2 separate regions of the Danio rerio genome follow, and region 2 is linked to region 1. The links are chromatin contacts, called in public HiCAR-type maps. All regions are on one chromosome and are shown on one strand. Each heading gives the region's core, a stretch centred on a gene start, on an enhancer-like site or on the middle of the called end of the contact. The rest is flanking DNA. Distances are from core to core; before and after follow the strand shown.

Evidence for each region. HiCAR-type assays count read pairs that join an accessible place to other places.
Region 2: a contact with region 1 is called in a HiCAR-type map of caudal fin, with 5 times the contacts expected there. The contact joins the promoter of il12ba here to the promoter of sh3tc2 in region 1. A contact is called at or near these places in 6 of 18 Hi-C or Micro-C datasets (caudal fin, embryo, hematopoietic stem cells and 1 more) and 1 of 4 datasets of contacts at active chromatin or transcription factors (caudal fin).

What each region holds. Positions count from the first base shown.
Region 1 is chr14:39,377,564-39,383,429 of GRCz12tu, forward strand. sh3tc2 (SH3 domain and tetratricopeptide repeats 2) reads left to right here and starts at 2,506. Exons shown (of 18, transcript XM_068213386.2): 1 at 2,506-2,662.
Region 2 is chr14:39,547,569-39,553,068 of GRCz12tu, forward strand. il12ba (interleukin 12Ba) reads left to right here and starts at 3,832. Exons shown (of 8, transcript NM_001007108.1): 1 at 3,832-3,894.

The sequences.
Region 1 (5,866 bases), core at 1,256-3,755:
TCCAAATGGTGTTTAACAGAGCAAGGCAATTTTCACAGTATGTCTGATAATATTTTTTCTTCTGGAAAAAGTCTTATTTATTTTGTTTTATAAGCAGGACATTAGTCATTAATTTAGGTAAAAATAATAGTTGTTGGAGCAGCACGGTGGTGCAGTGGGTATAGCACTCTCACCTCACAGCAAGAAGGTCACTGGTTCAAGCATCAGCTGGGTCAGTTCGCATTTCTGTGAGGAGTTTGCATGTTCTCCCCGTGTTTGCATGGGTTTGATCTGGATGCTCTGGTTTCCCCCACAAGTCCAAACACATGCGACAAAGGTGAATTAGGTGGTTTAAACTGTTAGCCAGCACTCAATTTTGGGGATTTACACCTACTTAACTTTAAATAGCAGCAGTTCTTGACTCCAGTAAGCTACAAACACAAATTATGTATTATTGGATAGACGACACTTTGAGCTTTACTGTGGTAAAGTTACATGTTAAAAAAAAATATAAAAAGTCATACATTATGAAGTCATGAGAAAAAAGCTTTAAGCTATAAGCTTTCCATTGAAAAAAATCTAGCTACAATGGCTGCTTGAGGGTTGTAGCTTTAAACTGATATACAGTTTGTCAAGATTACTTGTTCTTTGTGGTGTAATCTATTCATAAACATTGACATGTGGGAAACCAACGACCCAGTGCGTCTACGTGCTGGCTAAAGGGTTAATAAAATGACTAAGCTGAAAAAGAAAATGAATGAATAATAGTTGTTGGTTTGTTAATAGCGAGAACTGCACTTTAAAATAAAGTTTGATTGAATACTTACAGTAATGCTGATTTGTTCATGGGTCATAGGAGACATTCTATCATTGTGATAACATGTATCATTGTTATATTTTACAGAATATATAAGTGTATTTTATTTGTACAGATAGCATATTTAAAAGTGCAATAAAAGATGGTTAGTACTGTATTAAAAGTGGTATAATATATATTTTTAAATATAACAGTAGTATTTTAAAGGTATATTTTAGTTCAACTTTTTGATGTGTCAAAATAGCATAGTCATCTTGTTTACTTTAAATAGTACTAAAAATTAACTGTTAAGTAAAAAATGAGTAACCAAAAATGTTTGTGCACGTTTTTCACCAGGGAAAAATTCTCATTCCTATTTTCAAACAAGATGTTGGCAAATGGAACTTTATCACATCAATTTAATAGATTCAGCAAGAACAATCAGAAGGCATTATGCATCACTGCATCATTTCAACATCATTGCATACATGCAAACCATTACAGTTTCATTTTTCGTACTGATCAAGTGTTTATATGCTCCCTCATTTGTATTTGGAAAAGTTTATTTCACCATTCTTGATCCAATTGAAATGTAAGTTTTCAGGTGCTTGTGTGAATCATTTATTACAATTAAACTTTTAAATAGATTTTTAAATACACCATGCATCTACTGAGCTGATCTTGAGAATCAACTTTCAGATTCAGGAAGCATATAAAATGATTATTTGTTAATAATCACGGGCACAATAGATGAATAGATATAAATATGCTATCCAACAGATGTGCTGTGGAAGCCGTCAGCTGCTTGTCTTGTGTGCCATGTTAATGCCGTGACTATGGTTTGGGCACATGGCCTGCTGGCTCCACCAGTTGTCGGGGGTTTGATTCTCTATCATTGATGTGGTATGTAATCCATTTACCCACACCATCTGAGACCTGTGGTCACACTGTACTGCACAAAGAGCCTTCTTTCACAGACCAGTCACATGGCCAATATCTTCTCAGGGTGACTTTTGTAATGACTCAATAACAGTCCCTAGAATCTGGAGTCTTTTCCAGGGTTTATATTTAACCAGGCTAGAAAAGCAAAAAATGACTAGCTGAGCCTAGGCCCTGCCTGTTATCTGACCTACTGACGAAACAGAGCCACATGAGCACAGGGAATTCTTGGAAGAAAATAATAATGTTTTAAAGAAACTTGATATCTTCACTAGATATAAACATGTGACTGAATATTTGCCTAGAAATGCTAAAGGAAGCACCTTTGGAATGTGAGCAAGAGGGCGTATTTGACTATAATGAAGCTGATAGCAACTCTACAGGCATTTTGTTTTGCTCTATGAAAAAACAAGTCAGACCTGAAGGATTACTTTTATTATCAAACAAAAAAACTCACATTCACATTTTTCTCACATACACAATTCACATTTCCTTTACTTTTTGTAGGTTTTCAAAGAAATGAAAACTGGTTGGATTCCTGATGAATCAGATATTTAGTATTAGCTTAGTCATGAAAGTAAAAATATTGATAGTCTGAATACTAGCTATCTATCACCTTATCAACAAAGTGAACACCTTCTGTATGGATTTAGAGTTTAAATAGAACAAGGAAATAAGAGAACAAGTCTCAGAAAGAGAGAGAGAGAGAAAGAGAAACAGAGAGGAAAAACTCACATATGATTTAGGGGAGGAGTTTACATAACTTCCCTCAGCTCTACACTCATGCAACCAGAAGACACACGTACACACACAACCCTTGTCCCTCCTACAGGAGCATTATGGATTATTATGGTTAGTTTTGGTAAGTTTTAAAAGGAACTCCACAGAGCTCGTATTGTGACAGATCTATGAGGAACGAACACACAACCGGGAGTCAGCAAGTCAGAGGTACGCTCTTTCTCAGAGACTAAAGTGCATATAGACTAATGTGTGTTTAGTTCACATTCCTGTGTTAATAGTTTTCAAGTTTTGAATGAAAGTGGGACAAGTGGTTGAATTATATGTACTTTTAAAGATTCTGTTAAGACTTTTGGTTGTCTTTTCATTTACATAGTTTTTCTCTGTGAGAATCTGTCTCTTAAAACAAACTGTAGAACTTTTCACTAAGTAGCCTATATAAGAAATTGTTTCTCACACCGTTTAATAGTAACAGGCTGCCAGCATGTGCTGCTTGGGCATGAACGACATTCTAAACTTAGAGTCTAGACTCATTACTCGGGTTACATACCTTGTTGTTTTCACTGACATTCACACACTGTGCTAGTAACCCAGAGAGAGAGAGCGCTAACTTCACTGTCTCCAAGTGCACAGGACAGTTCACCTTCTATGTATCACATTCAGAAGGGAATGTGCTGCCAGCCTTCAACAGTTACTACTTTCACAACATTAGGTGTGTAGTTATAAGTATGACACCTTCACACATATGGTTTTTAGTTCCCAGGGTATGAATTATGAAGTTTCCAACCCCCTACAAAGAAGTTAAACTAGGAATTTGGGGAGCATTTATAATTGTATAGTATTCACATATAGTGTATCAGAAGTCTAGATATTTGATTTCTCAGACCAGAAAATAGGACAGACAGTTTTATAATCTTTTAATTACACAATTATGTTTCTGCTGTTGGAATAATAACTTTTATGGTTATCATAGAAAACAACCTGTTTTTTTAGACTTTTCAAATAATGAAACACCACTAATGAATATTGAAATGATATTATCAAAGAGTTTTGAATACTGAATGACTTTCTTGAGGTAAAGACCATTTTACCCGACTCATCACTATGTACTGGCAGTATGATAATATTACAGCACAATAATGCGAGTACACTCTTTAAAAGAACAACTTTTAACATTGACTTTTTTGAAGTTCAATAGACAGATTCAGCAATTGCATAAAACACATTACATTTTCTTAGGTTTTACTGTTTCTTTAAACATACCTTAAACATGTTTTTACCTTTATATACTTATAGCTAATTACTTTCGCTTCAAACTTAGTCCTATACTTGCAAATTAATTGATATAGAAATGTGATTAGATGGTGATATTGTCTTTTAAATTATACTAACACAATTGGCTCCCACATATTAGGCAATTTTGCATGACATGTGACTACTGCTAGCCCTCACCAATGTCATTTTAAAAAATATGAAATAAGGGACATATGCTGAGGCACTAAATACAGCATAAATATGAGATTTTTATGGGGAAATGTGATTTTAGTCAAAATAATCAGAATAAATTATTATTAAAATCCAGGTTAGTTTTTTTTCTTAATTCAGAACATAAAACCTATGCAAAAAAAAAAAAAAAGATTTTCAAACTAATATGGTCATTGTTACAATTTAGTAGCAGCTTAATTTTTTATAGGCCTATTAATGATAACTACTGTACGTTTTGTTGTGTGATGCATTGCACCAAAATTAATTGTGATAAAAAATGTTGTCATTTTAAGACCATTTTACACGACTCATTACCATGTAATGATAGCATGTTAGCACTATTATAGCATAATAATCCATGTACACTCAAAAAGCAGCTTTTTTAATTATCAAGAATATTTAGCTATTAGTATAATTTTTATAATATAACAAATAGTCCATAAAAATGGCTAATATATATATATATATATATATATATATATATATATATATATATATATATATATATATATATATATATATATATATATATATACACATATATATATATATATATATATATATATATATATATATATATATATATATATATATATATATATATATATATATTCTTTTTTTTCTTTTTTTCTATATCATTGCTGTAAAAAGTAGCAAGTGCATAATTTACACACTGGGTGATTATGGAGGAGCTAATTGCTTCAGGTTTTTTTCGCTAAAGCACATAGAGATTTTCTGTGAGAGTTGTTGAGGTATGCTGAGAAATGGCTTTTGGCTGTTTACCACTGCTCTTGCTCACAAGATCTCCACAGATTCAATTAGAATCTGACTGGGTTCTCTCTTTACAAAACACTACGATGAGCAAAATTACTCTATATAGACAAGTACACTCTTTGTTATGCCCCAAAACACAGACAGTGAAGTAGTGACAGGGAGACAATCATATGGTAGACTGACTACATTAAAAAATATTGAGAATACTATCTATATGATTTGAATATGCTAAACATTTTTTTTAACATCACACTAAATACATAATACACCAAAACAACATATTAACAGATTGTGTACATCCAAAGAACATGGATGTCTGTGTACATCTAAAGAACCACATTTTAAACAACATTCTTGACTAAAATACAAGCTTAATTGCTGAAGTGTCACTCAGTAACCTACATCATGAATGATTCCAGGCTTTAAACAAATCACGAGGCATTGGTTTATTGACAGATTCATTAAGATAATCACTTGCTGCACTTTTGAATGAAAATGTTAAATGAAACATAATTGATAAACGAACAAACGTTTTTAATGAAATAATAGACTATTCGCTGATATTGTAAGGCAGTCACTTATTAGCACTTACTGGACAATTAGTTTTGGTTTCATATTTTCACATATTTAATATTTTTCCATATTTGAAATATGTTGCATTGTAAAACCTTCATATTATGTAATGTTTTAATGCATTTTAGAATCTTTTGAAGTTGTAGATACAATAGAAATACATCCATTAAATTTGTGATATAGTTCTAAATACATCTAAATGGCAATAAATAAATAGAAAAATGTGCAACCTCTGCTGTTCAAAGGTATTGATAATTTAATTTGATTGGAAACAGCCTTTTGATTTTTCATTGTTCTAAATGTAGTTTTAAAATAAATGTACAAATTTAATGAACTGAGATATGTTCATTATTAGAGAATTTACCAATTCAATGTTCTATCTGAACTAAATATTTAATGTATACTATTAGTATGAGTATTAGTGGATTTTTATAATTTTTAAAAAGGGTTTTTCCCACGGAGGCTGTTAGATCTTAAAGGTCTGCGATTCAAGAAAACACATGCAATTACAAAAAACGCCAGCAAATTAAGAAAAGATTTTCATCCGTTTGACAGCACACGTGCTGCAAATCGTCACAATTT
Region 2 (5,500 bases), core at 2,582-5,081, 170 kb after region 1:
AAGAATAGCCCACAGTCACCTCTTCTGTCATGTTTTCTGGCTGACTTGAGATCACTTTGCTTCTGTCTCCCACTATCCTGATCCATTGGCACAGTTTCGACTTCTTGAAATCTTTGATCAGGCTCATTATCAGATTTACTCGTGGTTTAAAATAAAGAAAATATGCTTGACTGCCTCTTTGCCATTTTGAATATACAGATAATATTAAGTAGGCCACTATGCCATGATTTTTTTTCTCCGCTCACTGGGCCTGAAAAAATCATTAATCAGTGAGAGTAATTGTAAACGTAAGGAAGCCGATTATCTGATAATATTGATGAGGGCCAATAGTTAAACGTGACTTCTGCTTTAACTTGCACATGGTGACTACTATCATGTGTGTGCGCGCACACACAATTCACACAGCCTTCGCTTGCAATCAATCAAACTCTCTTTCTCTCTTTCTCTCTCTCTCTCACACACACACATACTGCAGGTATTCACCACACACACGTAATGCTGGATCCATTAATATAAGTACCAGATTTTAAAACACAAATATCTGACATTTTCCAGAACAGAATTCAGTAAGATCTGGCTCAAATTAAGCACTGGCCTTAACGCACCTACTTTTTAGACCGGTACACCCATAAGTCCTCAAAGTGGGACAAATGGATGCTATTTAAACAATGTGGCGCAAAATGGGAAAATTAGCAAAGCTGTCAGAAATGTGTACAATTTATAAACCAATAGACACAACAACTGAGGTGTATACAGATATAGAATAAAATAATTAAAAGGTGGCAACGCAGTGGCGCAGTAGGTAGAGCTGTCGCCTCACAGCAAGAAAGTCCCTGGGTCACTGGTTCGAGCCTCGGCTCAGTTGCCGTTTCTGTGTGGAGTTTGCATGTTCTCCCTGCGACCGCATGGGTTTCCTCCGGGTGCTCCGGTTTCCTCCACTGTCCAAAGACATGTGGTACAGGTGAATTCTGTAGGCTAAATTGTCCATAGTGTATGAGTGTGTGTGTGAATGGGTGTGTGTGGATGTTTCTCAGAGATGGGTTGCGGCTGGAAGGGCATCCGCTGCGTAAAAACGTGTTGGATAAGTTGGCGGTTCATTCTGCTGTGGTAACCTCAGATCAATAAAAGGGACTAAGCCGTCAAGAAAATGAATGAATTAATGAATGAATGAATAATTAAAAGGCCATTTGAAAATACTGTTTCTCTGGATGTTTAAAATTTTAGAACTTAAAATGTAAAAATGTAAATATTTGTTTTGTTCTATAAAGGTCTGATAAGATTGGGGTTTAAATTGTAAATTGTTTCATTTTCATTTATTTATTTATTTGCAAAAATGACAACCGGTTAAAATAATGTTTTAATTTGTTGAGATTGACAGTCTGGATTAATCTTTCCACCAAATTTTAGTTTCTCAAGATGTCTGAAATGACATCATTGGCAATGTATTGTGTTAAAATTTTTTTTTAAATATTTAAATCTCATTCATACCTTAAAGCAGGCGTGTCCAAACTACGGCCCGCGGGCCATCTGCGGCCCGCAATCAGTTTTGTGGCGGCCCGCGAGGCTTTTTATAAATATCAATAGAATCTGGCCCGCTATACAAAAATGAACGTAATTCAATAAATAACCACCGGGTGTCGCTATTACATGCATTCAATTAAGCAGCAGTTCTTGTTATGATCTATCTGTCTGTCTGTCTGTCTGTCTGTCTGTCTGTCTGTCTGTTTGTCTGTCTGTCTGTCTGTCTGTCTGTCTGTCTATCTATCTATCTATCTATCTATCAATCTATCTATCTATCTATCTACACACAGTTGAAGTCTGAATTATTAGCCCCTCTTTGATTTATTTCTTCTTTTTAAAATATTTCCCAAATGATGTTTAACAGAGCAAGGGCATTTTTACAGTATGTCTGATAATATTTTTTCTTTTGGAGAAAGACTTTTGTTTTTATTCGGCATGAATAAAAAGCGGTTTCAATTTTTTTATGAACCATTTTAAGGTCAAAATTATTAGCCCCTTAAGTCTTCAGAACAAACCATTGTTATAAAATAACTTGCCTAATTACCTTAACTTGACTAGTTAACTTGATTAACCTAGTTAAGCCTTTAAATGTCACTTTAAGCTGTATAGAAGTGTCTTAAAAATATCTAGTCAAATATTATTTACTGTCATCATGGCAAAGATAAAATAAATCAGTTATTAGAAATGAGTTACTAAAACTAATATGTTTAGACATGTGTGGAAAAAAATCTTCTCTCCGTTAAACAGAAATTGGGGAAAAAATAAACGGGGGCTAATAATTTTAGGGGGGCTAACAATTCTGACTTCAACTGTATTTATATATATATATATATGTATATATATATATATATATATATATATATATATATATATATATATATATATATATATATATATATATATGCATGCATGCGTGTCTGTGTGATGTATGTAAAATTTGGCCCGCGACAACGTTTGTTTTTTTGCATCTGGCCCTCGGCCCAAAAAGTTTGGACACCCCTGCCTTAAAGAATACAGAAGGGAAAAAAATGTAACTCAAAAGCACAGATCCTATTTTTATTTTTTCAATCGTTCTCCTAATTTTTTTCATTTAATATATCTGTACAAATCAATAAAGGCTATAAAGACAAAGGAAATTTGACAGTAAATAGGGGTTTTTCCCTGCAGCATCAAACAGGGGAAGTGTTTTCATTTTGGCTCTAATATTGTTGGTGACCATGGTCGTGGTAAGTGGCTGTTTTAGGGACTGTTTTTGATGTGCTCATGTTTTGTAAGAGAATGACTTCATTCACTACTAAGCAGAGCGCAGACCATCAGATAAAACTTCTCAAAAATCAATACCACCATGCCAATGGTATGCCCAATTTTGTTGTTAAATGTTCCTTCCCCACTGCTGTCACATGCTTGATTGCATTTCAAAACTGCACGACTCAATGTCGGAGAAAAGGGAAAAGAGAAGCGTTCAAACATTGAAATTCCACCATAGCAATTATGTCTACTTATTACAGATTCATAAAAATTACATCAAAATATTGCAGATTTTATCCTCATGTTATATGTTAAATGGGAAATGCCAATTTTAAAAAGCACTTATTATCATTAAAGTTGTTTTATTTAACAAGAATATCCAGACAGGAAAAATAAAACATTTTTATAAACGTAAAAAATAAAAAAATAAATAAAAATATCTATAAATAATATTAAAAATGCTTTACTTTCAGCAAACAGTGAGGTAAAAGATGTTTCTTTTTCTTTTTTCTGTGTTTCATCTTGAATAGTGTGATTCATGGTAATGTTTAATGTTCTGACAGTGTCATTAATCTACAAATCCCTTAATGACTTTATCTGAGTAAAAAGAGGAATTGTTCATTTTTGGAAAAACCAGCTGACAGCAGGGTTTAGCCGGGACAAACAAACAGGTAACGCAACCAGGTAAATCATCATCCAGCTTTCAGATGAGAACTTGTAGCAAAAATCCCCCCCCCCAAAATATTGACTTAACACCTTTAAATCTCCATTACTTGCTGCAAACCAATTAGCCGAGTCTTGTGTTTTATATATAAGCTGAAACAGATGTGGAATACTGTTTTGAATGGGCTGTGGTGTTTAACAGATAATCAGTCTATTATTAGAGATAGTAAAGGAAGGCACAGTGGAAGTAGAAGCAACTTGATTAATAAGGAAAGCTCAGGTCCTGCAGTTGCTCATGCAGGGTTTGCTTCCTCTAACCTGTGCTGGACTTTTCCTGGTTGGGGAAATTCTGCAGTCCTGACACTTAGCTTAAAAGCTTGCATGTTAAACACAACAACTAATCAAAACCAGTCTGCTTGTGGAGGATCATCTTGCTGGATAGTTTTTGACTTTTGATCAAAGGTAAGTCTCATTTCCGAATATTAATAAAAGTTTATCGAAAACATTTGTCGTAAATACTATGCATTTTATAAAAGTATTTAGTTCAATTATTGTTGAATGCCTTGAGAAATATAGATACAGTTGAAGTCAGAATTATTAGCCCTCCTGTTTATTTTTCCCCAATTTCTATTTAGTGGAGAGAAGAATTTTTTTACACATTTAATAACAACATAATAGTTTTAATAACTCATTTCTAATAACTGATTTATTTTATCTTTGCCATGATGACAGTAGATAATATTTTACAAGATATTTTCCAGACACTTCTATACAGCTTAAAGTGACATTTGAGGGCTTAACTGGGTTAATTAGGTTTACTAGGCAGGTTTGGGTAATTAGGCAAATTATTGTATAACGATGGTTTGTTCTGAAGACAGTCGAAAAGATATATAGCTTAAAGTGGCTAATAATTTTGACCTCAAAACGGGTTTTAAACAATTAAAAACTGCTTTTATTCTAGCTGAAATAAAACCAATAATACTTTCTCCAGAAGACAAAATATTATCAGACATTGTGTGAAAATCTCCTTGCTCTGTTAAACATTATTTGGGGAAATGTTTTAAAGAGAAAAAACAAAATTAAAATTTTGACTTCAAATATATTTATTTATTTATATATTATGGGTTTACTTTGAGCACTTTCCCTGATTTTCCAATTAATCACAAAGAAGCAATACGAGGTATGATTATTAAACTGTAAAACATGTCATTTTTAAATATATATTATTTAACATTCAAACAACCCTCATTTTCAGTTACAACAAATGAAAACATTTTTTATTTTAACAACAAAACAACTATCACCATATGCAGGGTTCAACACAATTTATTTAGGTTGTCCAAACACAAATCTACAATTTTTTGGATTGAACATAAAGAATAAAGTTGCCCCCCCCCCTCAAAAAAATGTGAACATTTATGTTCATTTTATGTTCAAAAGTAGTTTGAACACTGCAAAAAATGCTTTTCTTTCTTAGATTTTTTTGTCTTGTTTCTAGTCCATATATCTAAACTTCTTAAATCAAGAAGCATTTTCTAGGCAAGCAAAGCATAGTTTTTTTTGTTTTGTTTTTTTACTGAAACTCATAGAAACTGAATCCTTAAAATTCAGAGAAAATGAGAATTTTCAAGTGGTTTATTACTTTTTCCATACACTGTAAAAAGCAAGCTGCTAAAAAGTGCGTACACTTATGGCCTTCAAATTACTAAGTAAAGGAACTATGTGCGTACTTAAAAAAATGAAGTTAGATAAGTTAAGTCAACTTAACAGTTCTAAGTTACAACAGGAATACTTACATTTTTTAAGTAAACCCAACTTGTCATTTTTAAGGCAATAGGTTTACTCATTTTTTAAGTAATCGCTTTTTACTGAATTACAGACAAATTATTAGCAAATAAGTTGATTATTTGTAAGTAATTAAATATTTAAATACATTTAATTTTCACAAGTTAAAAAAGTGTTAACTTTTCTTTTTACACTCCAATTATGTGGTTATGTTGTGTTTTTTTTTTTTTTTTTTTCGGCCATTTGGCTACTTGTAATTGTTTCTCATTTTTAATTCCTTTTA